Linked DNA regions of Mus musculus: region 1 is linked to region 2. A link is a contact called in public HiChIP or PLAC-seq data. All regions are on one chromosome and are shown on one strand. Each heading gives the region's core, a stretch centred on a gene start, on an enhancer-like site or on the middle of the called end of the contact. The rest is flanking DNA. Distances are from core to core; before and after follow the strand shown.

The links. HiChIP or PLAC-seq counts read pairs in DNA pulled down with a chosen protein or histone mark.
Region 1: an H3K4me3 HiChIP or PLAC-seq map of the SCID.adh cell line shows a contact between it and region 2, with 15 read pairs. The contact joins the enhancer-like site here to the promoter of Dcaf10 in region 2. A contact is called at or near these places in 2 of 484 Hi-C or Micro-C datasets (both in embryonic stem cells), 12 of 115 datasets of contacts at active chromatin or transcription factors (the SCID.adh cell line, SST interneurons, acute myeloid leukemia and 8 more) and 3 of 9 other capture datasets (adipose tissue, embryonic stem cells and liver).

What each region holds. Positions count from the first base shown.
Region 1 is chr4:45,765,380-45,768,675 of GRCm38.p6, reverse strand. No RefSeq gene overlaps it. Among named protein-coding and RNA genes, the nearest start is that of Gm12409, 2.8 kb to the right of the region's middle. Within about 2 kb of position 1,470, at least 13 of the 459 cell types and tissues checked have an H3K27ac peak or open chromatin away from gene starts, as enhancers often do. A contact at or near this core is called in the SCID.adh cell line, where this site is marked.
Region 2 is chr4:45,340,309-45,343,567 of GRCm38.p6, reverse strand. Dcaf10 (DDB1 and CUL4 associated factor 10) reads right to left here and starts at 1,467. Exons shown (of 7, transcript NM_153167.2): 1 at 841-1,467. The coding sequence starts at 1,400.

The DNA of each region.
Region 1 (3,296 bases), core at 221-2,720, 430 kb before region 2:
ATAGAACTCATCTGCCCTGTCACAGATAGGGAAACTAATGCCTAAAGATGAGTTTCCCTTCCACTGATGGCTACGTCATGGCAGAGCCCATGAGACAAACAGACACACAAAGACATTGATGTCATCCATGTGGCTTTTGAAAGACAGGCAGGAGAGGATGGGAGTTGCATCTGGCCAGTGGGAAAAGCCTGGGAAAGACCATGCTTAGGAACACGGGAGACTTTTAGCTGGATTCAGCTAGGATGAAGGAGTGTGAGAGCCGGAGGAGCAGCCAAGGCAGTCAAGGTAGGCTGTGCAATGAGCTGAAGAGGCGTGGCACCACGTGACTGTTGAGAGAATGGGAAATAGCAGGAGGGCAGGGTTAAGAGTTTGATCATCATGGAAAGCTAAGTGTTGGATGAAGTTCACAGACAAGTCAGTCCATCTAACACCGAGTGAGATGAGCAAGTCCAGGCTGGGCCCCCTGCCAGAATCTGCATCGTGTGGGAGAGGGGAAATGGAATCTAGGAGGCAGCAATAGGAGATCATCACCCTGGGCCAGGCACAGGCTGCTCCTTCCTGGGCATCTCTCCTCTGAGCGCTTCGAGGCAACACCTTTGAGAGACAGCCGCAGAGGCCCACCGCTGCCAGCTCCTTCCTTATCTCTCTTGTAAACACAGATGTTTTACCGCCTTGTCAAAGGCAAGGCTCTTCCAGCCTACCCTGGGGAGAACAGAAATTTCAACCCCTTCAGCCTGGACACATGCCAGATGAGATCTCTGCCTTACACTCAGAATTGCAGAAATCTCTTCTTTGAAAGCCGAGGAAGGCCACCCCAGGCCTGGCGGCTGTGTGCAGGATAGATGGGATTCGGATAGAAAGCCATCTCCCTCCCTTTGGACCAAAGGTACTGATGGAAGGCTGGGCTGCACAGGGCTGCAAACCTCTGCTGTGAGGGAACTTCTCCAATAACGGGAGTTAATTCCCGAGAGTGCCTTTTGCTCTCCTGTCCGGTGATTTCAGACATTACTGGAGGATCACCCTGCACCTTTTGAAAGCCCTCAATGTCACCAAAGCCGAACTGTAGGGTGTATTCTAGGCTTCAGGCCCTTCCCTGCCACCAGGACCCATTAGTTATCACAGACCTGGTACAGAAAGCCACAGAGCTGCTCCTAGAACATGGACACCCCCATCAAGGACTGTGGAGTCACTTCAGTCATGGGCCATCCATTGTCTGGTTTAATAGCAGCTTCCTGTCACAGTCTAAACAATGTTCCAGAAAAATCCCATTCCTGGGGCCTAGTCAATGGCTGCCTGTTGGCTGTTGGGTGTGGTGGACTCAGCTTGGTGATGAGGTCTCTAGATCCACCTAGTCCATCATCCAGTAGCTTTGGGATACAAGCAGATATCTGATGTCTCTGTACCTCTTCCTCTTTTGTAAAAGCAAGAGGCGTTACATAGATCCTGGGAACCGTTGCCTCTATCCAGTGGTGCCTCTACAAGGCAGAGTCCCCGCCTCCTGAGCCGTAGACCTCCTGTTTCCCAGGAGTCAAACAACCACCCCAAGAAGAGCCAGAGCTAAATGAGATCATTTATGTTAAAAGCTTTGTAACTGGAAATGGTTGGCGTACAGCTTGGTGGGGATCTTGCAGAACCCTTTGAACCAGATGATGGAGTTACATCTATTGGCCAGGGAGTGGCAGCTACAGTCCAGGCCTGAGTTGAATGAGGGAGGAGCTTTGGGTATATGCTGGAGAGGCGGGGGTAAGGGTGGGGGTGAGATCTGAGGCAAGAGTTAGGGTGTAGCGATATCTGCCTATGTTAAGTGAAGACAAATGTCACTGGGCTCCGTCCAGAGGGTGACGGGAAAACATGGAAGGTGTTGGCGTGGGAACATGGCAGAAGCAGAGATATGAATCAGAAAAAGCATCCTGGTAGCTTGTGTGGAGGGCAGAGGGGAGGGTGACAGGCTGAAGAGGCCGACTCATAGTCGGTGAGGTCTAGGTGAGGGGATGAAGAGGCCTCAACAAGGCTCAAGTGACTGGGGTCTGGGTCACTGGGGTCTTGGCTCTCTTGTTTATCTCATACACTACCAGAGGCTTTCTACTGAGGACAAGGCCCAGGAAAAGAGCTTTTCTTGCAAGAACTGGCTGAGCACGGCCCCACCCCCAGCACCTAGAGGCCCAGCTCTGTCTTGGGCCCCGACTTCTTTGAAGTCATCAAACAGATCACCCCAAAGACAAATCACCCCAAGAGCTCATTTGTGCTTGCCACGCTGTGTGAGCGAGTGTTTTTTTTTATCACACCATCTTAATATTATATAACATTTCAAGTCACTTTGTCCCTTTTAAGAGGACAGAGGTCATGGGGTGGGAGTGGGGGTGCCCCCCTCAACTCCTTTGGCCCCTGCTGTGTGAGGCAACAGGGTTGCCTGCACCATGGGATGTTTGAACACACAAGCTGATGTCCCTGAGACCAGAGCTCTTCCGGCCACACTCTTGTCGACGTTCCCTCTGGTCCCCTTCCCCCCCCCCCCCCCCCCCCCCCGCCGGCCCTGTGACGGCTGCAGTCGATATCTGCTTTAATGTGGTTGGTCTCATTAACATGGACTGGATTAAGCGGCCCACATGGGCTTTTCAATTAGGAAGACAAGTTTCTGCCCGTGTTTACAAAGGGATTACGCTCAGCTCGCCTCTCTTTCCTCCTCCCTCCCTCTGCTTCTCTCCTCCTCCCTCCTCCCCACTCCCTTTCTTCCTTCCTCCCCTCCCCTCTCCTCCCCCTCGTTTTCTTTTTATTTCTCCTTCCTTCTCTCTCTCTTCCCTTTTCGCATGGTTCATAAATAAACTGGTTTGCCTCTTTCTCCTTTGGGGCCGTGTGGAAATTAGGGCTGAGATGGGCAGGAGTTTGTTAGCATCATCAAGCCATCCTAGGAGACAGAGACTCCCAGTGCCCAGCCATGCGTGACTGTTGCAACCTGTGCGTGCATGCCTCCAGCCCCCAGCTCACGTAAGGAGCCAGCCCTCTCCACAGGCTCTGACCACAAGAAACATCTTTTCAACGGCGCTATCACCTATTCCAAGTCCCCCTACCCAGCTAGCTTCCCAGAGCCCACCCATGCTAGGGACCACTGCTCTCTAGGATCTTTGCAAGGGAGAGGCAAGTCTCACACTGAGTCCTAGGAGAGCCTCTGAGCTCTCTGTGGGAGAACCCGTTGTTCTCTCTGGCATCCTTGTTTTCTATGCTTCTCTCTGGCATCCAGGCACTCCCCCAGCCCCGCAAGGACACGCGAGTATAGTTTCCCTCACGTTGTGAGGGAG
Region 2 (3,259 bases), core at 218-2,717:
ATGTGCTGTTTTCTCCCAGAAGTGTCAAACACTGCTGTATTTTAAATCTAATACTTGTTTAATCTTTATGTAAATACCCATGAAAGATTCCAAATAGAGCTGAGTCCTCATCATTATGATTTAACTTAGTCGCTTCCCCCCCTTCAAGCCTATTTTCTTCTCCTTTTAATATAGTTTACCGGTTGTTTTATAATGTTTTAATATATATGTAGTCTTGATATATTGTGATAAGAATGTTATTATGTCATCTTACCGTGGAGCCACAAGCAGTATTTTAAACTTGTTGTTAAACTTGTGCACTCACAAGACAGAGTACTACTAAATTTCCCTGGGGTAGTCTGAAAATTCCCTATGGCTTGAAGTAAACCAAGAGCAATCATCTTAGCAGTCTAAGCATGCAGTCTATCCCACAAAATGGCCCAAACCCTGAGAAGCGGATTTCTGCAGTCTTAGTGTCTTTCTAAAGCCTTCATTTGTCTCCTTCGTGGCAGGATCTGGCACACGGTCCAAAGAGTCTGCAAGTTTTCTACCTTTCACATAAATTCAGATCAGAACAAAGCCAACTGAGGATCACAGGAAAACGACGAGCATTTCTTTAAAGCCTATTTGTTTTGGTGTACCAGAACGCCCTAGTTGTGTACTGGCTCCGACTGACCTGAAGCGACGGCTTAAAAGTAGTTCTCTTTCCCCGAGCCTCCAGGACCCCGAAGGGAAGCACTGGGCCTGCCTATCCCAACAGGCCAGGCCAGGGCTCATAGGTGACAAAGTACCGGGGGGCACGAAGGCCAGCGGCTGCGGCCAGCCTGAGCGGAGGGAGCCCGCTGGGGTGTAGGAGCTTACCCGTCCGGAGAGTACTCGAGGTTGAAGACAGCACCGTGGGTGCGGGTGCTGAGGTACACCGAGTCTGCGGGATGGATGGACCCATACAGGTTAGTCATCGTGCGGAAATTGTCCCGAGCCGGGTCCACGAACAGCCCGCGACCGAGGCTTCGCTCTCTCAGCCACCCGAACAGTCTGGCCCCGGGGCCGCCCAGGCCTGCGCCGAGGCCCTGCCGGCTCCGCCCGCCCGCCCTCCAGTCCGGCCTCGAGCGTCTGCGCGGCGAGGAGGAGGGTGACAGCTTTGCCTGCGACGCCGACGCGGTGGCGGCGGACAACTCCAGAGCTCCGGGAGCCGCGAACTCTCCGGCGCGCTCGGCTGGGGACACCGCGGGGCCGCCCGGGAGGCGAGGGCTCCCGGCGACCGGCGGGGGAGAGGCCGCGTCAGCTCCTCGCTGCGGAGACGCCGGTCGCGGAGCTGGAGAGGGCGGTCTGGAAGCTGCCGCCGGCCCTCCGAGAGGCGGCGGCTCCTCGGCTCCAGCCGTCTCGTCCCCGCCCGGGCTGTGGGGCCCGAAGGGAAACATGACCAACGCCCCCGCCCCCTATTCCGGGCCGCTGTCCCGCCGCCCGACAACTCAGCGCTCCCGCTCCAGCCGCCACTTCCGGGTGTCGCGCCCTAAAGCCGCCGGCTGGGAAACCCGCGCCGCCGCTAGGCTGCCCTCTGCCGGGGACGTAAAAGCAGGGACACCACCGCCGGGTGCGCCACAACCTAGGAGGACTGTGAAGTCAGGATCCACGAGCCCTGTGTGTGCAATGTAGGGCACACAGAACCCGACTACAACCAGCAGAGAGTCGGCCCTCAGCTGTCAGGGAGCACTGGCTGGCTGTGTGCCGGACCAGTCCTACCAGACTGGGTCGGATTATCTACTGTTGTCCTTACACTGAAATGGAGCAGCAAGAGGGGCTGGGGGAGGGGACGGTGATTACTGTATTATATGTAGGTCACACAGTAAAGCTCTTGGCACACTGCCTACTTACTCAGCCTAGAACTCTATAAAGATTCAAGAGCAGTCGAATTTAAAAAGCATTGGACTGTACAGGGCCTAGACTAAAGGAATCTATTGATGTCATACATATCTGCCCAAATCTTGGTTGCTGCACAGTAAGGGAAATCTTTATCAGGGTTAGAGCCTTCTTCTCTTCCCCGCAAAAAGAACATACGTGCAGCTAGGAGTAAATGAGGGGAGCTAGAGATCAATCAATTCAAATCCACAAAGCCAGAGCCCACTGTCCGTCATACTCATACTACATCTGCCAAGCACTGCCCGGGCCTTGACGATATTCCCCTGTCTCCGCCCCTGCTGCCCCTGATGATATTCCCCTGTCTCCGCTCCTGCTGCCCCTGACGATATTCCTCTCTGCTCCAGCTGCTGAGTACCTCTTTTCAGGGAACTCATTAACAGGGAATAGAGGTTTCCAGTGCAGGGAAGTTTAGTCCTCAAAAAGGATAGCCCGAGGTAAAAGGAAAGGCAGATAGATAACAAACAAAACAAAATAAACCCCAACCAATTCTGTAGGTCTGTAGCGTTGTAGGGAGTTTACGTTTTAGTGACTGTGATATAAACCTGGAGGATGTGCCAACCCGTGAAGACAGACCTGGAAGATGTCTGCAGAAAGGGACTTAGATATTCAATGGTTGAACTTTAGACAGAAAATCAAGAAATCATCATTCGGTCTGAATTGGCTCCACATAATCAGATTTCACAGTGCAGGGCATTCCCCATGAAAAGCATACTAAGGTCCCAAAGGCATTGAAGAGCTGTTCACTGGGCTGAGGATGTGGTTCAGCGGTGGAACGTTTATCTAACGTGTGTGAAGCCCTAACTTCAACCCCTAGTACCGTAGAAAAGAAGAAGAAAAAACTAACCATGTTCACTGACAATTTAGAGAATCTAAGGAAAGAAAATTGGAATAAACAAGAGTTTATAAGTTTACATGTTCTCTGTTCATGTCATAATGACTCTCAAAAAGTTAAATTGTGAATAAGCTCAAGGCAATGGTGGTTATAGCACAGAATAAGTAAGTTAGTAATATGTGGTTTTAAAAATGCTTGTATTTAATATGTGAATATTCATTTATTCCAGATATTTTTACTGAAACCTAAAATAAGAGCATATTACATTAAAACTATGACCCTAGGGCTGGAGAGATGGCTCAGAGGTTAAGAGCACTGACTGCTCTTCCAGAGGACCAGGGTTCAATTCCCAACAACCACACGGTGGCTTCACAACCATCTATAATGGGATCTGATGCTCTCTTGTGGTGTGTGTCTGAAGACAGCGACAGTGTACTTGTATAAATAAAAATCAAACTTAAAAAAAAAAAAGACCATGATTCTATAATATCAGTAAAAATAAAACCTGAGAGAGCACTAAAAATCGCA